Linked DNA regions of Hordeum vulgare: region 2 is linked to region 1. Evidence: chromatin contacts called from public Hi-C data. All regions are on one chromosome and are shown on one strand. Each heading gives the region's core, a stretch centred on a gene start, on an enhancer-like site or on the middle of the called end of the contact. The rest is flanking DNA. Distances are from core to core; before and after follow the strand shown.

Evidence for each region. A called contact is a pair of places that touch in the nucleus more often than the background predicts.
Region 2: a contact with region 1 is called in a Hi-C map of leaf, with 3 times the contacts expected there. The contact joins the promoter of LOC123443681 here to the enhancer-like site in region 1. A contact is called at or near these places in 3 of 6 Hi-C or Micro-C datasets (leaf and seedling).

What each region holds. Positions count from the first base shown.
Region 1 is chr3H:293,415,390-293,418,089 of MorexV3_pseudomolecules_assembly, reverse strand. LOC123443678 (ell-associated factor Eaf-like) reads left to right here. Exons shown (of 4, transcript XM_045120172.1): 4 at 1,020-1,589. The coding sequence ends at 1,444. Among protein-coding and RNA genes, the nearest start is that of LOC123443678, 24 kb to the left of the region's middle. Within about 2 kb of position 1,324, at least 2 of the 3 cell types and tissues checked have open chromatin away from gene starts, as enhancers often do. A contact at or near this core is called in leaf, where this site is marked.
Region 2 is chr3H:294,069,358-294,072,057 of MorexV3_pseudomolecules_assembly, reverse strand. LOC123443681 (CBL-interacting protein kinase 8) reads right to left here and starts at 1,375. Exons shown (of 14, transcript XM_045120179.1): 1 at 1,053-1,375. The coding sequence starts at 1,232.

The DNA.
Region 1 (2,700 bases), core at 75-2,574:
TGCCGTATCGGTTGTACGCCACGGTGGCCGGCATCGAGCAGTTCTGTGACATCGAGGGGATGGCCTTCGATGAGGCTCTCGAGTGCCTGAAGGCGTTCGAGGAGCGCACACGGCGGCGCACGCAGGGCGACGACGAGCGGGTGGATGGACAGCTGATGCTCATGGAGGCCCAGTGGGCTGCACGGCGGCGACAGAGGGATGGCGGCTCCGACGACGACGGGACGTCAAGCACGGCTTCGGGCAACTGGAAGAAGAGGCGCGGGCGCTGCTACAATTGCGGGCAGCATGGCCAATTCAAGTGGGGCTGCACCAAGCCGCGGAAGGCGCCGGCGGCGGAATATGTGCTCCTGGCGGACATCGGCGACAACCTCGGGCCGACACTCCTCTGAGTGCGGCTTAGGGGTGAGTGTTGGGCAATAAGCCGCCGTGGGCTCGGTCTCGTGCGCTGGGCGCGTCGGGTCCGGGCCGTGACGGGACTCGGGTGCGTGCGTGTGTGCCCGAGGGTATGCGTGCGTGTGTGCGTTGAGTAGCCTGCGAGATCGCAGGAGGAACGAGTCGCGTATACCGGTAGTGGCCGCGTTGTCCGCGTCCAAGCACGGCGGGAGCGTGAGCCTGGGAGGTGCGGGGCGTGGCGAATGGGGGCATGGGCGAGGTGAGGCGCGTGCGTATAAAGCCTCCCCCCCTCCCCTCCCGCCCTGTGTAATCGCTGAGGAATTGAGTTCGTGCTCAGAAAAAAATACAGCAAGCGCCGTTCGTGTGGCGAGGTGCTCGCCTGAAAATCGTCTGTATTCATCGTCCTCCCCTCCGGTCTTGTCTCCGGTGATCGCCGGCAGTCCGCGGTTCTGTTGCCAACAGATCATGGTGATTCTTCACCATGCATCCATGCTACAATCGCTGTTCGATTCAAATTTATACTCTGAAGCGTTGCCAAAGATTGTGTTATTTATGATATGCTAAATTTCTTGATTTGTCGGGCAAGATTGTAAGAAATGCTCTCATTTGCCCCTTGCTAATGACAGGACCAAGAAACAGCAACAGGAGCTCTACATATCAACCAGTCACCGCAGACCCATTTTCCTCTTCGCCTGATCCCAATGACCAAGATGAAAACCTAGACATACTCGGTGATGATGACAATGGTTCACCCAATAATATGGCCTCAGCACAAGGGACATATCGCGGTTTTGACATCAACTTGCCAAATCAGCTCGACATGGATGATGAGGTTGCTGATGTTGATGTAAATGACGAAGCTGTGGAGGGACTTAATGCAGCTGAGGCGCTGCGAGCTCAAGTCAATGCAGAAGGACAACAGGCGGAGCAGGCCACCTCTAGTTCAAGTGGAAGCAGCAGCGGGAGCGGGAGCGGAAGCGGGAGCAGCACTAGTGGTAGTGACGACAGTGATGGCGATTCACCCAGCTCCGGAGGGGATGTTGATATATGAGTTCGCTTTCAGGCTGCTGACCTACTTGTTGTCTATGAATCACAATCAGTTTCCTCTGACCCATATTAATTGACTCTGGTTTAGTACAAAGTTCTATGGTGCGAGCGATGCTTCACTTATATCATACCTGCTTATACTGTAACTATATCCAAGTTGCATTATCGCTGGGCTAGACAGCTATGCTATCATTTACTCCCTCCGTTTCTAAATATAAGACCTTCTAGAGATTACACTATAGACTACATACGGAGCAAAATGAGTGAATCTATATTCTAAAATATGACTATATACATCCGTATATAGTTCATAGTGTAATCTCTAAAATGTTTTATATTTAGGAACGGAGGGAGTATTTGTAACCTCATGGAATGTAGGTCTTCATTATGTATTAGATGCCCTTGACCTGCTTGGTTACCTCCAAGCATAAAATTAGCACACAGATCTGAGAGTCCTTAGAGCATCTTCAATAGATGATCTAGATCTAAAAGTAACCAACCTAAAAATCTACCTTCAAGAGATGATGTAGATGCAATTTTTTTAATTACCTCCAAATGATGTACTCTCTCCGTTCCTAATATAAGTCTTTTTAGACATTTTTTTAGGAGATTACATACAAAATAAAATGAATGAATCTACGCTCTAATATATGTTTATATACATTCATATGTAGTTTTTTAATAAAAACTCTAAAAAGACTTAGATTTACGAACGGAGGGAGTAAAATACAACACTTGGAGATGTAAATTTGCATCTCCACAAGTTTTGTAAAATGGCTGGTCGCTTGGCAGTCATACAATTGTCTAATCATTGGCCCATGCCTTTGTCGTTAGTGAGTCGTCGTCCGCCAATCCATCTTCGAACCCGTCGCGACCTTGCTGCCTATCGCTGTCACTTGCCTTGCTACCGAAGCCATCGACAACACTGCCAATTTGATTTCGCTCGCCTCTTACCATGCGGCCTATTCAGGGTTTGTTGGAGCTCCGGCTGCCATAATGGCGTCAGACGGTGTGATCGCTGACGTGTCGCTGCCTGTGCTAGTTGTGAGCCGTCGTCGGAGCTAGGGGAGCCCCGCTACACCCATCCGCGCACCCCGCTATGAAACAAAGGCTCTGTTTGGATCCATGGGTTAGAGATAGTTTAAGCTAGTTGGGGTTCAAATAGTCCTAAAGTATCAAAACATAAGGGTTAGATTGGAGCTAGTTGCATCGAACCCATCCAAAAAAACTATCCCACCTAACAGGTGCTAATTGAAGCTA
Region 2 (2,700 bases), core at 126-2,625, 650 kb before region 1:
AAGTTTTTTTATCTTATTCACAATTCTGTCACACAGAAGTTTGGAGAAGAAACACCAGGAAAAGAGTTGAAATGCCTCAAATCCTCGGCAAATAAGAAAGGAAGTCCTCAGCCAGAGAATATAAGGACCAGCTATGGTCAGATTGAACATCTCCTCCGTCTACCGCTTTCTAGCACCAAGGCAAACACCAACCAATCATAGTATCTGCTGATCGCGGATTAAAAATCAAAATAGATGCGCTCACGAGACACTCCAAGAGCATTTGGAAGGAACGACAGAGGCAGAGACACCCAGTTGTCGGTCACCAAACCCAATCCAGACAAAATTGTTGAAGTGTACATGTGGATTGCCTAGCCCTTTCAATCAGTTCGGCTAGTCCATGTAGCTTACCATGGTATCAGAGCTAAGGTCTTGAGTTCAAGTCCTGGCTTTTGTAGTTTATCTAAAAATTGTTACTGCACCTCTTTGTGTCCATGCATAGGCCTCTTGAGTTATACCTGTAAGTCTCCTACCTCACATTAGAGGGGATGTTGAAGTGTATATGTGAATTGCAAGCAGACTTTTGGTTGCACTGAGTGGCTAGTGCATGACACTTAACAAAAACAACTCGGGTGTGTTTGGTAACTTTTGGGATGGGGAATCAGAATTTAGACGAGGGAGTAGTAATGAGATTAGCGATGGGAAATAATATTTTACTTCCAATGACTTGCTTCGTATCGGGCGAGTATTACATGTGGGAATTTTAAAGGGGTGTTTATTTCCTTGTTTGCTTAGTGCGAATTCATCAGGAATGAACCAAGAGATGACAGGTTAAGTTATGATGAAGGGTGGAGATGTTCTACATAGATCGATTAATTCTCAATTCCCATCCCCGCCCCTGTTAATAAAATGATGGGAACTCACGCCCAATCCTTCCTGAATTCCCATTCCCTCCAACCAAACTGGTGACTATATATCTCGAAACCCCTAAATTCCCATTTCCTCTCTCTAATTACCTCCCAACCTAATAAGAGATGGATCTAACCGAAGCAGAAAACTAAAATCCTCCTCACCTGATCCACCATCTTGTGCTTGAGGATGGAGGAGCGATCGAGCACCTTCATGGCGACGCTCTCCCCTGTCTCCGTGTTCTGCGCGAACTTGACCTTGGCGAACGTCCCCTCCCCGATGGTCCGCCCGACCTCGTACTTCCCCACCCGCCGCAGCGCCCCTCCCCCTCCTCCCCCAACCATCGCGAGGAGTTCAAAAAGGTAGGAAGTTACAGCTTTGGAGTCGTGCTGCGGCTCCGGGCGGGCCGGGGGGGGGGGGGGGGGGGGGGGGCACTCAGGACTCAAGTGCCTCAGCTCAACAGCGCCATTGATGAATTAGATCTGGCACCGCAGCAAGCGACCGTGTGTGCCGCCCGGTTTAAATGGACGGGGAATTTGCCTTTTTTTTTACATTTTGTTTTCATTAATGGCCGTTGAATTAAGCGCGCCCCGGAAAAATTATTTGTCCCGTACACGTGCAGAGGCCAATCTGATTGTCGTCTTTTATTGTCAAATGTTCAATGATTGTCGCCCGCCGTGGCCGTGGCAGCCATCGATCAGGAGTATGATTGGTTTTATGTTAAAAGTTGACATGCTAATACTTCCATTTTTAAATATGGCTCACAGTTCTTTTTAACATATTTGTAAAATTTTGGTTTAAAAATTTTGAACGGAAGAAACTCGATTTGTCTTTCAAAATCAGTGCAATCCTAAAGCTACAAAAAATCTTGTTTTTCTTAATCTAAAAATTATGAAGAGTCGCTTAAAAGAAAATGTTTCGAAATAGAGGTATACCCCTATCCTATCAACTAATTCGGTTCAGATTGCCACCGAACGCTCCATGAGCTCGACCCAAAAAACAACCGGGCACTCGCTCTATGCTCGTGTTCCCTGTTCCCGCACCAAGGAAAAGAGCAACTCGCACATCGGCTAGGGTTGTCGCGCCGTTGACGAACCCACCTCGTCGGCGAGTCCCTCTCAGCCGTCGGACTTTGCTCCCGTCATGTATTAAATAACTAGATCATGAAAGGCGCGCGTTGTTGCGCCCGTCTATTATAAATTTAGGATCAAATTATTATTGATATATTTGTATAACAGTAATTATTTTCTTGTGGTTTGCGATGTTTATTTTGTTGCATTTTATTTGCTTTATTTTTTTGAAAAATTTGTGGTGTTATGGGCCACATAATAGTAATTTTCTTATTTGTGTGTAATATTTAAATTAGGCTGATAGGGGCCTGTATAGGTATTAATACTTTTGCAACAGCAGTTTTTGTGTATTGATGTGTATGTTGAACGTTTTTAATGAGGGTTTAATTCTGTATATTTATGTAGGATCGTAATCGCTTAAGGTATATTTGTATTACATTAATTATTTTCTCGTGGTTTGCGATCTTTATTTTGATGCAATTTTTTTGTTTTATTTTTTGGAAAATTTGACGTCTGGATCACACCACCCGCGTCGTTGCCTCGTCTGGAATACACCGTCCGCGTTGTTGCCTCGTGTGGATCAATCGAGCCCTACAACGCGTACACAGATGGGCTATCATACCAGCCCATCCAAAGCCCAATCAACCACAGGCCTTCGAAAAAATCGCCAGAGTAGCAGCCCCTTAGGACATGCGGCCCGAGTCGCGGTAATCAAGTGCTGAAACGATCATCTGACGGCCAT